2 separate regions of the Mus musculus genome follow, and region 2 is linked to region 1. The links are chromatin contacts, called in public ChIA-PET maps. All regions are on one chromosome and are shown on one strand. Each heading gives the region's core, a stretch centred on a gene start, on an enhancer-like site or on the middle of the called end of the contact. The rest is flanking DNA. Distances are from core to core; before and after follow the strand shown. Region 1 holds the start of Rab14 (RAB14, member RAS oncogene family). Region 2 overlaps Ggta1 (glycoprotein galactosyltransferase alpha 1, 3).

What was found. ChIA-PET counts read pairs in DNA pulled down with a chosen protein or histone mark.
Region 2: a contact with region 1 is called in an RNA polymerase II ChIA-PET map of memory CD8 T cells, with 6 read pairs. The contact joins the enhancer-like site here to the promoter of Rab14 in region 1. A contact is called at or near these places in 1 of 39 promoter capture datasets (the C10 cell line), 3 of 115 datasets of contacts at active chromatin or transcription factors (effector CD8 T cells, memory CD8 T cells and microglia) and 3 of 9 other capture datasets (adipose tissue, liver and pancreatic islet).

The regions. Positions count from the first base shown.
Region 1 is chr2:35,196,871-35,204,561 of GRCm38.p6, forward strand. It overlaps Rab14 (RAB14, member RAS oncogene family), which reads right to left and starts at 4,250. Exons shown (of 8, transcript NM_026697.4): 1 at 3,890-4,250.
Region 2 is chr2:35,419,043-35,426,733 of GRCm38.p6, forward strand. It overlaps Ggta1 (glycoprotein galactosyltransferase alpha 1, 3), which reads right to left. Exons shown (of 8, transcript NM_001145821.2): 3 at 4,190-4,370; 4 at 3,138-3,226. The coding sequence starts at 4,285. Among named protein-coding and RNA genes, the nearest start is that of 4930402F06Rik, 26 kb to the left of the region's middle. Within about 2 kb of position 3,524, at least 36 of the 459 cell types and tissues checked have an H3K27ac peak or open chromatin away from gene starts, as enhancers often do. A contact at or near this core is called in effector CD8 T cells and memory CD8 T cells, where this site is marked.

The DNA of each region.
Region 1 (7,691 bases), core at 3,000-5,499:
CAGAGGCCTGACACCAAAGAGCATAATGCTCTCTACTTAACTAATTATTGAAGACATGCAAGGTGGACACATAAATGTCCTTGGCTACCAAAAGAAACCTTCACAAAGTGCCTTTAAGCACTGATAATTGTTGCACTATGTAATCAGGTGGCCAGTTTTAAATATTAAGTATCCTTAATGTTGCTTTAACAAAGGGGTTTTCAACTTTACCTTAGTATGAAATGTACCTATGTTAAGGAGGTATATAAATAAGCTTTACTTAAAGATGGAACATAGCAATTATATAAAACATGCAACACTTAATGAAATCACGGACATATTCCTGAGTCAAAACATCTATATTAAATGGTTATGAAACATATATTGCATGCTAGTCATTGTCATGTCAAACAAAATCAGATCTCTTACTGAATAAGGTTATATAAATGAGTTTTAATTTAAACAAAATGTATTTTATGAGAACATTTTGCCTACATGTATAGTACATACTCCTGTCAGGCCCCTTAAATCTGGAGTTATGGCTGGGCGTGGTGGCGCACGCCTTTAATCCCAGCACTTGGGAGGCAGAGGCAGGAGGATTTCTGAGTTCGAGGCCAGCCTGATCTACAGAGTGAGTTCCAGGACAGCCAGGGCTACACAGAGAAACCCTGTCTCGAAAAAAACCAAAAAGAAAGAAAAAAATCTGGAGTTATGGATGGTCGTGAGCCACCACGTGCGTACTGAGAATCAAACCTGGGGCACCTACAAGAGCAGATTTTTATCCACAGAGCCATCTCTCCAGTCCCAAATGACTAGTTCTAAAGGTGCTGGTAGAGGCCTCAGAGTAAAAAACAAAGCTCCTACTAACAGGCATTTTCTCAGGCTTATATTTTAACTCCTATGTGTTTATTTATACACTGTCATTCACTGTTTACAGCTACTGTAGTCTATTCCTTAGATTACTAGGCAATCTTTACAATAACAAGAGGAAAGCAACACACTAAGTACTCCTGGTGGCCTAAAGTCTTAATACTGCTCTTCAGTTTTAGGGTTTTTATGTATTTTGTTATAAACACTGGAGACCAGACTACTTTTGTGATTAAACACCAACAACATAAAAATACCCCACATCTACTAATCACAAACAATGTTGAAAGGTTTTAACAATAATCAAAAAGGGAGTAACATTGTCTCTACCTTCATGGAACTCAAGAATGGGTGCATCCTTGCTTAGAGGCCCCTGAACTGGAATTCTATGCCACATGTTAGTCAGGTGGACAGGAAACTTCTATAATTAATCGAATAATCAATCTAATCCAAATGGTCAATTTTCTTTCCATAATAGAAATACAACCTTGGAAAATAACCTGCCCATTTCTGAAACCAACTTTTCATAACTCACTTAAGATTACACTTTTGTGTAAATTAATGTAATAAAAAATTTAAAATACCAGACTGCTTAACAATGTCCACAGAGAAAGACAAAACCTTCCCACTAATGATAGTGTGCTATGAATAAGAAATGAAGTACTCCCAAATCTGTTTTCTGATTTCCATAAAAGTATTTAACAACAACAACAACAAAACAATGGTACCTGCACTTGAAAGAATTAGTAAAAGCTTACTAATGACTTGTCTCAGACCCAGGTGAGTTTGGTAGGAGCAGTGTAGAGATAGACCAAGACTGTTCACTGCAGACACTGATCAGTAATACAGTATTAATGCTCACTATACTGATGCTTTATTTTGCAAACTTTAAAAAGTTTGAAATATAGTATAACTTAATATTAATAATAATTTGTCTCCTGCATACTTTTAAAATACTTGTGTATGACTGTATGTGTGCACATGTGGCACACATGTAGATATTAGAGAGAATAACTAGCATGAATCCTTTCTCTCCTCCTTCTGGGTGGGTTCCAGAATCTAAGTCTGGTTGTCAGCGTGGCAGCAAAAGACTTTACCTACTGAGCCATCTTGCCAGGCCCACATTGCTAACGTTTTTAATGTCATAAACACCTCGAGAGCTATAGTTTGAACATTTTTATCTTACAAGTCTTGCTAAGAGTATGCAAATAAGACCTATAAAACCTGGCTGCAAGAAATTTTCAAGCTCTGTTGCAAAGCTTAAGTTTACAAATATACAATTTAACATGAAAAATATAAAGCAAATTTTTTTAAAAAGCCTTAATTCCAAGGAATTTTCAATAGCAATTATAATCTAAGGTTTTTACACCTTTACAATAACTCCACTTACTGAGCCCCTAATATAAACTAGCTACTTTATAAACAATTTCTAACCCTAAAAATTCATTTTACAAGTTAGGAAACCGGGTCAGAAGTGATTTACTGATGGTTATATACTACTAAATGGGCAGGTAAGATTAAGCCAGAGTCTACTTCGACAGTACTTGTCCAACAGATATTAAACACCCATTATATGGCTAGCAAAACTACAGGCAACTTGCATGTCAAACCTGAGCTTTCTTTAATTCTAGTTAATCCTTAAAATGACCCTGAAATGTGGGCACAATTTATAAGGACACTGAGTCTGGGAGGTTAGCTAACTTGGTTAGGATCAATTCAGTAACTAACATGTAGGTATGGTTTGGGCGATTTTACTTGACCATGCACGAAAGCGTGTAGGCTAAGGTTTTGTGCCTTGGGTTCTGCCATTTCCTAGTTACACTGAATTCCCGAGATAATCGCCTGCTGCAGGGAAGGGAAAAGAGGAAGCTGCATTATTAATGGGTCAAATTTGTACTCAACAATCACATTTACATAAAAGGTAATTGAAACAACATGTCATGACCAGTAAACTTTCCAAGAATTTCCATACTTGGCTGTGCAGCCACCAAGAACATAGCTTTCTTCACAAATACGGAGGACATGCTACCACCACCTCTCCTCCAAGGAGCATTTGCCAGAGTAGCAGCTGACATGATAGATTTTGGGTCTTATCAGTTCTCACCCAGTGTGAATGGAGAGAAAATGGAATTCAGTTGTCTCCTCTCTGAACCGATCCAGTATTGTGTATCTCAGCCCTCGTGGAATGTACTGTAGTACAAAACATACCAGCCAGGATAGGGAGAAGCCATCATTTGTGTTCCATCATTACTCAGCTACAGGACAACTTCTGGCTTCGGTCCGTCCCTCGCCCCTTATTAAAAAAATGCGGAAAACTCTCAAAAGGCACTCGAAGCAAGCAAGCTATGTGTGAAGACACCTAAACCCGTGTCTGGCACACACTGGAGTTTTAGCGTTCCCGTTCCATCGTCTTTTCTCAAATTCTCGAGATGCCCAAACTTTTTCCCTTCGTTCTTTCTAGATGCTGTCTAGGTTCCAACCAGTGCAGGCTGGCCAGGGACTTTACAGGGATTCGGAGAACCTCGCGCACAGTCCCACACGCCCAATCCTCAGCCGGGACGACAGAGCGGTGGCTTACAAGGACACGGGAGCCAGCCCGAGACGCCGAAGCGCTGCCTTTTGTTGAGGCCCTGTAGGGTGGGACTGCCACGGCTGGGGGCTCGTGGGTGGCAGGCCGGCGCGCCACGCGTGGGGCAACACTGCGGGGGTGTTCTACAGCCGCGGGCAAAGGCGGCGAGACTCGGGCCTGCGGAGGCCGCGGCTGTGCCCCGCAGGTCGGACGGATGAGGTGGGAACACACCCTCCCTGCACGCCTCGGAGCCCGGCTGCGGGCAGGGAGCGCGAGCCGCCCGGGACGGCGCGGGCGACAGCTCGCCCCGCGGAGTCCTGTCAGGCCGGCGCCCTCCGCCGACCCCCGGGCTGGCCGCGGCCTGCGGGGCCCAGCCCGGGACGCCGCCCGCCTACCTCTCGGCTCGCCTCCGCCCCTTGGAAGGGCCGGGCTGGGAGGCTGGCTCCGGCGGCCCCTGCGGAAGGCCTTGGTTACCTGGGGGGTTGCTGGTGGCTGGGCAGCTTTCCGGACGGGAGGGGGACGTCAGGACGAGGAAGCGGAGGGCGGACGCGGCGGGAGGGAGGCCGGAATCCGTCAGCCGAGGCCCTGGCAGGTAGGCGGGCTGGCCGGAGGTTGCAGACACTCGGGTGGCAGTCGCGGTGGCGGCGGCGGCTGCTCCTGCGGCTCCCTCAGGATCTTCCTCGGGCTGGCCCAAGATGGCGGCGCTCCCTGCACAGGGTTTCCTGTCACCCTCGCAATGGGCCGGACCACAAAAGAAGGGGGGAGGATGCGCGCGCAGCCAGCGGAGCCCGGAAGAGGGTGGTGGAGACTAACCTGACGGCCACGCCCCTTCGTCAGTTCGCCCCTCCGGAGTAGACCCGCCTCGGCCTCGGCCCGCCCCCACTGGTCCTCACGCCTGAAGGAGGCGGGGAAAGGAGCCTGCGCAAGCGTAGTCGTGTGCCACGCCTCCCGGCGGAGTTACTGCGCAGGTTCGCACGCTGTTTTCTAAGGGTTGACAGTGTCTGTCCAGAATTGTCGCCGTTAGAGACCTAACTATTTTTAATACGCGTAACTGCTTATCACTGGGCCGCCTCTGTATACCGGCTTCTGGAACACACACGTATTTACTGCATTTATTCAACATTTACAGACCAATTGGAGACTAGTAGGAACAAGGCTGGCCAACACCCAGAGACGCTTCTCGTGCCATCAGAGGCAAAAGGGTGGTTCACATTGACCAACCCATTTGTATAATCATGTAGCTAGGAGGTGGCCCTTTCTTGTGTTTCATCTTTGTCTAGCTTAACCTTGCTTTGCGGACACCAGCAACAGGAAGAGGGAAACTTGACATTTTTACTCCCACCTTCCCAAGACACTTCCCACTCCCACCTTCCCAAGACACCTTGGTGAAAGCAACAGTTTCACTTTCTTGGTCTTTCGTCTTTTTGCCTTGTAGAACCTGGATGTGGATTTACTTATCTTACATTTACGTTTATCTTACATTTCCTTTTTTTATCTTATTATTTATTTGACATTTACGTTATTTATCTTACATTTACGTTTAATTTATATTTTACAATTACATTGCCACAAGGATGGATATGTTAATAACGCAAAGCAAAGCAATTTTTTTTTTCAGCATAGAAGTTGACCTTTTTTCTCCTGATTTTTTTTGAGGAGTGGAGTGGGGTTCAATACAGGATTTCAGTATGTACTTCTGGTTCCCCTGGAACTCACTATGTGAATCAGGGTGGCCTCTAACTTGCAGAGATTTGCCAGTCTCTGTATTCCCGTGTTATGGTTAAAGACATGCACCATCACACCCAGGTTTCCCCCCATGATTTTAAAGGATTTGGTACATATCTTGTGTGTCTCTGAAGGGACTATGGACTGTAACCATTATCCCTACCATGCCTAGTGGATAAAATGGCCCTTTCCAGAACCCCCAAAGAAAAGTCGCAATTCTAAGCGTTTAAAACCTTTCGTTGTAAACTGGTTCTGCCTTAGGAAAGTGAGATGTCATTAGAAAAATACATAGCAGTTTGAAAATCTCTTGTTTTGATAAATACATGATACAGACAACAGTTTTATACATGTCATTTACTTTCTCAGGTCCTCAGACTTTTCTCCAAAGTAAGGATGTGATATCTAATTCCTATCTTTCTTGTTAAAATTAAATAGACAATGCATACAAAATTCCTGGCATATAATACCTTGAATGGGGACTATTATTATTTGATAAGCATAAGGTACTCTCTTCCAGTCCTGGAGGTCAGTGGTTTAATTCATTGTGGTGGTTTAAATAAGAATGGGCCCCATATGACATATATAAGATAGAAATTGGTGCCATGGACTGGGGTGTTGTGTGACAGTCATGACCATTCCATTTGTTGGAGGAATATGGAAACAACTGGGACTTTGGACTAGAAAAAGCATTGGAGATTTTAAGTGGGGCTTAATATGCCATCCTGGTAGGAACATGGAAGACAGTGCCGAGGGCAATTTGAATAGGAACCTACTCAAGATATTTCAGAGGGGAATAATGAGTGGCCTAGAGGCCATCCTTGTGATATTTTGACAAAGAATATGGCCACTTTGTCCTAAAAATTCCTGGAGGATAAATTGAAGAATTAATGAATTAATGGCCTTGGAAGAGGAGATTTCAAGATAGCCTAGTGTTGACTGTGTCACTAGTGGTCACTTTTATTTAGATCTACAATGAAAAGAAGCAAGTTGGGCAGAGAGAAATACAGAATGCACAGTTATAGCACTAGAAAGTATAATGGAGCTAAGAGTCTTGGGCTCTGGAAAAAGTTTAAAAGAAAAGCCTGATGCTAAATGGAATAAAGGCAGTGGTGGCCTCAGGGGAGGACCCCACTCAACTAAGCTGCCAGTTTGTCAAAAGGGATTAAGGAAATTTTTAAGCAATTAAAGAAACCATAGAAAGCAGAAAGGTGGTGAAAATGTATTTGAACAAGGGGCCATGTTCCAGCCCCAGCAAAGAGAAGATCATGGCAGCTTCAGGCACATGGTTCTGACTTTAGAGTCAAGGATACCAGATATGGACTGTGGAATCTCTCTCCATGGCTAAGGAAAGCCACTGAAGCCAGGAATGAGTCAGCGTTGTCCTCTACATGGAGATCTAGAAAGACCACTGCATGGATCTGTGAAGGTGAAGCCTGGATTGCCTTGGAGACCCCAAGATGTTTGCGATGCCAGAGTTGTAGGAGAGCTGACAAGGAAAGCTGCCGACTAAATGTGGAACCATCCCAAGAAAGAAGTCTGTTTCAGCCAACAAAGCTAAAGGGGGTTGGAGATGTGGAGAGCGCTTTGATATCACACATCTGATGCAGAATTTAGAGTTTGCCCTGCTGATTTTCAGTCTTGCTTTGGTCCAGTATGTCTTCACTATGCTTCCTTTTCTCTTCTGGGAATGGTATCTTCTGTGCCATCGTATATTGGAAGTATGTGACCTGCTTTTTATTTTTGATTTTTCAGGAGATTACAGTTAAGAGATGGCCATCAGTCTCAGTAGAGACTTTGGACTTTTAAACAGTGTTGATACTGTTATATACTACAGGGACTTTTGAAATTGGACTGAATGTATTTTTGCATTATGACATGGCTACAAACCTATGGGGGCAGGGAGTGAAAAGTAGTGGTTTGAGTAAGAATGGCTCCCACAGGCTCATAGATTTGAATGCTGAGTCACCAGGGAGTGAACTGTTTAAAGGGATTAAGAGCTGTGGCCCTGTTGGAACCTTGTGGAAGAAGTGTGTCACTCACTAGGGGTGCATTTTGAGATTTCAAAATGTTAGCCCAGTCCCCCACCCCTCTCTGTGCCTAAGGAGTGAGATGCAGCTCTCAGGTACTGCTCTCACACATGCCTAGATGCCACCATATTCCCTGCCGTGATGATAATAGACTAAGCCTCTAAAACTGTAAGGAAACCTCAATTAAATGCTTCCTTTTCTACAAGTTGCCTTGGTCCTGAGGTCTCTTCACAGCAACTGGCAATGACTAAGACATTTATACATTTTTTTATACTTATGTACATATTTTGACATTTTTTAAATCAAGGAAATTTCTAGGCAGTTGTAGAACACTTGTATGTACCAGGATGTGAATTCCTTCTTAAACATGGCAAAGAATAAAAATTTTTTTTTTGCTTTGATACTGTCTTGGTAACTAAAGGAGAAAACTGAGCATCAGTTGTCACTGTTTGCTCAGGGATGAATTTGTACCTAACCAGAAAGTTTCTGTCTGTTTGTTACCTGAAGTGAAACCTTCTGGTGTT
Region 2 (7,691 bases), core at 2,274-4,773, 220 kb after region 1:
AACCACTGAGCCATCTCTCCAGCCCTTATTATTATTTTTTGAAACAGGATCTCACTGCAGTCCTATTTGGCCCAGAAGGCAGTATTAGTTTTAAATGACTTATATACTAGTTCTTGGATATAGTCAGTTATATTTAAATCCCTTTGAGCACAGTGCCACCTGCCTCTCTAGGGTGAATGCCCTTGGTCCACCTCAGGTCAGTGCATAGCCAGTTTGGATAGTGCCAGAGACCTGTTCCCCTTTCTGTACTCTGGCAGAAAAACAAGTGATTTCATGAATCAGAAAAACAATGTATCTAGAGTCTTAGTATCAAACAACTGCCTAAAAAGTAGCCAGACCACCTACAGCCATGATGCTCAGAACATATGCCTGGCAACAAAGATAATAATGCTCTTTCAGAGATGCCACACCCGTATGTATGTACTCTTGAGCTTTCAACTCTCCTCTCCTCTCTTCTTCTCTCCCTCTCTCTCTCTCCCTCTCTCCCCCTCCCCCCTCTCCCTCCCTCCCTCCCTCCCTCCGTACCCCCCCTCGGTGTGTGTGTGTTGCGGGGGTGAGGGGGGGATGCTGATGTGTGCAGTGCCTATGGAGGCCAGAGGAAGTCACTGCATCCCCTGGAGCTGGAGTTACAGGCAGCTGTGAGCTGCCCAATGAGGGTGCTGAGAATTGAACCCAGGTCCTCTTGAAGAGCAGCAAGTGCTCTTAACCACTGAGCCAGCTCTCTACTCACCATGTCTTCATTAGTGAGCCACTCAAAAAACAGAGGCATGGCTCTAATAAGACAACACCAAAGGTGTCTAATCAAACTCCGTTCAGAGCTTGCTGGTTATCTAAATGAGTGTTCCAGCCCCAGAGGACAAGCCCAGTGAGTGGTTGGAGACATACCTTCTAGACACCACAATCTTGATGCATGTTTTGCCCATCAGAGCAAAGACTGCTACGGTGTAGTGAATGTGTCTGTTAAAGCCCTGTCCCCAAGATGTGGCACTTGGAGGTAGGCATCTGGGAAGTATCTAGGTTTAGATGGGAGCCTAAGGCTGGGGCCTCATGATGGATTTAGTGTTTTCATAAGAAAAGGAAACAATTACAAGTTGCTTATTCTCCATCATATGTGGGTCTGGGGAGAAGGTGGCTGTCTACAAACCAAGGAGAAAGGTTCACATGGGAACTGACAAGGACGGCACCTTTGCCTAAGACACTCTGGTTGAAGCCACCACACAAGCTGTGGTACCCGGCTATTATGACAGAGATGACCAAGATGAGGATGATGAAGGCAGTGGGAATTTTCTTGTTTGCTCATCAGTGGTACAGGGATTCCTTGCAAAGCTAGGCAAGTGCTCTACCACTGACCTGTGATCTCTACAGTTTTGTTTTTAGGGTTTTTCTTTTTCTTTTTAAAACGGAGTCTCATTCTGTAGTTCAGGCTGACCATAAGCTTACTATGTAACCCAGGTTGGCTTTAACTCACAGTGATCCTCCAGACTCAGCCACTCAAGTATGGGGATTGCAGGTCTGATCCACCATGCTGGGATATTATCCTCATTTTTTAAAAGTAGGGAACTAAAGAACAGAGTAGCTGAGTAACTTGCCCAAGGCCACACAGGCAGTAAATGGGCGTCCAGGACCAACCAGGCAGTCTGGCTTTAAGGTCTAGCCAAGATGTTCTTCAGCCCAAGAGCCTAAGGGTAGCCATATCCAATTAGTGAATCATCTCTTAACTTGAACTAGCTTCCTCAATTCAAATGGCCTACTCTCCAGACCTTTTAAGTTGGTCACACCCTATCTTGTCAGGCCTTTTCTCAAAAGTGGCTATTCAGAATGAAACAACAGAACATCCCAGAAGTGGTTACATGTTTGCTACACTTTGAAACTCTTATCTTGCTCATTCCGACTGGAAGGTTGCCCCTCCTACTCCTGGACCTAAAGATACAGTTTTCTTTTTGTAGCCCCAAGAGTTCTGCTGGCTCATCTGATTTTAAAACTCAAGAGTCTGAAAGAGATAAATCAGATGGCTGACAATCTAGATTAAAGAACTCTCGGGCCACTAAACACTTCACCTTTAAAAAAAAAATGTATTCTTCTGAGAAAACTCTGGACCAGCTGAAGTGGAACTGAGCTCAGGCAGTGCTCCTTCTTAGGAGCCTGCAGGGACTTTTTGATGGAGACATATCTCCCCCTGAGGCCTCAAACAGCAGAGCTTCCAGGAGCAAAGGCAGCTGATAGATTTTAATTCACAGATGCATTTGACAACCTAGAAACATTTCATTCACCCTTCTTTCCAAGGGAGGGCGGAAGAGGCTTTCAGCCACTCACGAACGAATCACTGGTAAAACTTGGTATTTTTTTGCAGCAAATCCCAGCAACTTGGATGGTCCCTTTCATCCTGCAAATATTTTAGGACTGCGGGACTCAGAGCTGGTTTCTTGTGGAAGTCCTACCTGGATCATTTGTTTATCTTTTTTTCCTTTCTTTATTTTTCGAGTTTATGAGTATGTGTATTTTGCCTGTGTGGATGGATATGCTCCATTTGTGTTTCTGGTGCCCAGGGAGGCCAGAAAACAATGAAGGAGTCCTGACACTGGACACAGGAGTTTGTGAGCCACCAAGGCATGTGGGTGCTGGGAGTCAATCCCAGGCCCTCTGACAGAGCAGCCAGTGCTCTTAGCTGCTGAGCCACCTTTCCAGCCCCTTTATTTTTAGAGTCAGGGTCTCCTTGTAAGGCTACAGCTGGCCTGGAAGTCACTATGAAGACAAGCTTGGTCTTCCATTTGTATGATGCTCCTGCCTCTGCCTTGCAAGCACAAGGACTCCATACATGCACTACCCTGCCTGGCCTGAATCTTCTGGGATCTGCTTATACAAATTACTTGAGATGGTGGTTTTGGCTTAATGTACTTTCTCTCTCCATCTAGCTTACAGAAATTCGAGGTTTGAGGAGCACGGCATGAAAGAGGATAATTACTAAGGCAGAAGTGACTTGGATGGTCTACAGTTTTAATGGCCATCTGGGGCTCAGGAACACAGGAAGACTGGACTCCTGCTCACGGCTCCGTCCCTTATGTTCAGACTGATTGGTCACTCAGCTGGCACCAGTCACAGGGAATGAAAGCAGCCTTTCTAGCTGGCTTCATAATTACCTGTTGACATATTCCCAAAACACGACAACCACGGTTGAGACAATCAGCATCAACAGGATTACTTTTCCCTTGACATTCATTATTTTCTCCTGTAGAGGCAGGGAGAAAAAAAGAGGGGGAAATAGATTAAATAAACTAAATCTGGAATGAGAGATGGCTTCTGGGGCTGGAGAAACAGCTGTGTGGTTGAAACACCTCAATGAAACACCTGCTCGATTCAGTTCCCAGCATCCACATTTGCAGCTCACAGGTGTCCATAACTCTGGTTTCACAGGACCTGATGCTCTTCTGGCCTCCATGGGGTCCACATATACAAGTGGTACATATACATACTTGCAGGCAAAACACTCATACCCATAAAATGTTTGATGCAGTAAAGATAATGAAAGGCATCTGCCCACATCCTTCCTAACAGGATACATTTGTAACTCACTCAGCGACAAGTGTCTCCCCTCCCCCTATCCCTCAAGCACACAAACTAGTCATGGCCAATTAGGCCAGCACAGTTAATGAGGCTTCATGATCTGAAAGGATGCTGAAGCCCATCCATGTGGGCATTGGAAAGAGAGGAAGTAGCTCTAAGATGTTCCGTAGAATTCTAGTTACCTCTGAGGCTCCCATTCAAAAACTGTTGTTGCTGGAACACTGAAGACTTGCTCTAATGGCTATAATCTAAGCCTGCACCCACTTTTCAGCCCCACCTGGTTCACCCCACTACACCCCCCACAAGCCAGCAAACAACTGGAACTACTGAAGGAGTCAGGTATTTTTTAAATTCTGCATAAGATTGTGAAAGAAAGGGAAGAGGATAACAAAAGACTGAGAAGAACTTTGGGACGGTGATTGTTCAGGAAGGCAAGATGCAGAGTGGGAATGACAGTTGTACACTGGAGATGAAGACAAGAGCTGCCACAAGAAAGGGGTGAGAGCCTCAGGGGCGCGCGGGGCGGGGGGCAGGGGGCAGCCTCCACAACGGGCTTGTGATGGCTATTCCTAGTGGTCAACTTGACTACATCTGGGATGAACTATAATCCAGAAACAGAAGGGCACACCTGTGATCCAGATCTTGAGGATGGAAGACTTGTTTCTGACTTGGATCTTGACATGGAGATCTTGTTGACATGGAGATCTTGAAGCATAGTGATCATGAAAATCTTAGGTCCAGGCAAATGTAGTACAGGCCTTTAATTCCAGGAGACTGGGGTAAGCAGATCTCTTGAGTTCAAAGTCAGCCTGGAACAAAGCAAGTTTTAGATCCAGGCATGGTGGTAGACACCTTTAATCTGAGCCACACCTTCTGCTGGAGGCCTACATAAGGACATTGGGAGAAGGAATATTCACTCTTCTTCTTTCACCTACTTGCCAGTACCATAGGATGATCACCAAGAACAGCAGCAGCAGTGGAGTGGAGTCAACTAGAGCCTAGAGTACTACAGAGGGCAGAGATGGAGAAGTGACCCAAGCCCTTTGGAGGATCCCAGAAGATCAGGTGTGGATCCCAGACATTGAAACAAGAAGCTGTGAAGCTGAAGTTGACTTGGGTACATCAAGATCTTAAAGATGCCGGAACTGTGGGATACCTGCTGAAGAAAGCTGCTTACAGGGAGTGGAACCAGCCCAGGAGAAAGAAGTTTGGTGCAGTCAACAAAGATGAAAAAGAAGTTGGAGATCTGAAGACTGCTTTGATATCAAACATGGAGGCACAGAGTTTGGAGTTTGCCTAGCTGGTTTCCTGTTTTGCTTTGGGGATTATAGTTAAGTGATTGGGTGATTCTCAAAAGAGACTTTGAACTTTGGACTTTTAACATTGTTGAGACTGCTACAGATTATGGGGACTTAGAAGTTGGACTAAATGTATTTTGCATTATGCTATGACTAGGTATGACTCCCTTAGACTCATGTGTTTGAACAAGCCTATGGGGACCAGGGAATGGAATGCAATGGTTTGTATATGCTTAGCCCAGGGAGTGGCACTATTAGGAGGTATGGCCTTGCTGGAGGAGGTGTGGCCTTGTTGGATTAGGTGTGTCACTGTGAGCTAAAGCTTTAATACAGGATGCACAGAGCTCTCAGTGGCCTGAGGGGAGATTGGCAGATGTCAGAGCCTTTGGGGTAAAGAAGAACTGGATCTGAGTTCAAAGAACCTTATTCACCTGTTGAGGGGTGGGGGTGGAGTACCAGAACCCTGGCATTACTGGGGGAGTCACAGACAATTCTAATGGCCAAAGAGAGAGGACAATTGTAGTGTACACCTCATGTTGCTGTTCCTATATTAGGAAGTTTTGTCACGACATTTTGATCCTTTTCAGCACTCTCCTGTCTGAGGAGAAACCGTTCCTCAAGACCAGCTGGCCCTTTGAGATTCTAAAAGCTCAGAGAGGACAATCCTTTGGCCCACAGATGAGCCAGGCCTCCTGTCTGGCCCACATACCTCACAGGCAATGGGTCCTGGCCTTGTCACCCAGAGCTCTGAGTAGATCTTAACTGCTCCCTCTGCCCTGCCTGCTGTTCTGCACGCCCCAATTTCCAACTCATAGTATCACTAGAGTGGCACTCCAGAGACCTCAAGGCTAGGTAGGGCACTCAGAAGAAAGCAGGCTGAGCAAGCCACGGAGAGCAAGCCAGAGCAGCACGCCCCCATGACCTCTATGCATAAGCATTAATGTGCTCTGTCTCTTGGTTCAGAGAATGCACACCACAGATGTCAAGCTATTCATGCGCGCCAAAGTCTGAATTCAACCCAGAGCTTCAGATTAGGCACCCCGGGTCGGGAGTGGGAGGCTCTGCTAGATCAAATTAAACTAGTTTTCTTGTTTTGACAATGGGGATAAGACTAGTGATGGAGGGGTGCAAATTTGAGGACAGCCTGGGCTATACACAGCAAGACTATCTCAAATAACAAACAAGGGCCAGAGTGATGGCTCCGCGTGTAACCTTTTCTGAGAAGTCTGCTGCCTGAGCCTGATACCCAAAATGTACCATGGAAGGGGAGAACTGGCTCCTAAGTGGTGTCTTCTGACCATCAAATGCACATTCTGGTACATGAGCTGCCAGCACCAATCACCACCCCCACACAAGCACATGTACACGCACACGCACACACATTCGTGCACATCTTTAATCCCAAATCTCAAGAAACAAAACTATGCTGCCAGATCAGCCAGGCTTACATAGTGAGACTGCCTTAGGAGGGAGAAAGAAAGGGAGAGGAGAGATAGAAGAAGGGAGGGCAGAAGAGAGGGAGAGACAGAGAGGGAGGGGGGAGGGGGAGAGCAGTGATTTCAGAGCCATGCCATAACAGGATACATGCTTTTCCAAAATGTTAGCCTTCGTTACTGATGTTCATAAAAGACGCTGCTGGGAGGATCTGCTGAAAACGAGGACTGGTCCTTAGAAAGTGCTCAGAACACTTGGAGAAAGTTCTGGAGTGCTGCAAATGGATGAGAACGGGGGACATTCAAGGCCTCGCCACCTACTCTAGCCCAGCCTGAGCTAGAGCTGCTGCCAAGAGAGATGAACTTTCATTTCTCTGATCAAGTCTAAAGACATCCTGGGCTTGCTGGGAGATAAGGGCAAGCCCAGGCCTCCAGGCTCAGCCGTGCCAACCCCACTTACCTAGGATCAAATCCAAAGCCTCTTCCTAGTAGAAGGAGCAGGACACAGAGAAACAGAGTCACCCGTGCCACCAGAGGCAGTCCAGGCTGGTACTCCTGATCCCCACCCTCAGCAGCCTGGTAGGGGTGTGTGTGTGTGTGTGTGTGTGTGTGTGTGTGTGTGTGTGTGTGTGACTTTTGTAGATTTCAGGAATTCATATCAGAACTGACTCCCAAGGTTGATTTCTTCCTGGGCTTCACTAATGGTTTGGAACCACATGCCCTTTGGCTGTGGCTAACTGAAAGCTGTCAGAGCTAAGTGTTAGAAATGGACACAGCGGGATGGAGAGATGGCTCAGTGGTTAAGAGCACTGACTGCTCTTCCGAAGGTCCTGAGTTCAATTCCCAGCAACCACATGGTGTCTTACAACCATCTACAATAAGATCCAACACCCTCTTCTGGTGTGTCTGAAGACAGCTACAGTGTACTTGTATACATAAAAATAAATAAATAAATCTTTAAAACAAAACAAAACAAAAAAGAAACAGGCACAACATGTTCCTAGGATCTAGACCCCAAGTTCCCAGGGAAGCAAGGGCTGTCAGCATGGCCAATTGGTCTTTTAAAACCATTTTGATTTTCTCGCTGATCCAATATGAGACATTTGCAGCCAGCATGGCCTAAAAGTTCTGTGTGTCCTCAGAATTTTCAAACTGCAGTTCTGAAGATTGGTGGATGACCATCTTGCCTATCAGGTAAGAAATGAGTTTGGCTTCTTTCAGATCTTGGCTCCAAGATGACAATCATCATCAGGAGGAGGAGGAAGAAGAGGAGAAGGAAGAGGGGGAGGGGGAGGAGAAGGAGGAGGAGGAGCAAGAAACAAAGAACCAAATAATGGTTCCACCAAAGCGGGCCGAGGGCCTGCACAAACTGTGCCTGGCATATGCTCACTAGAGGCCA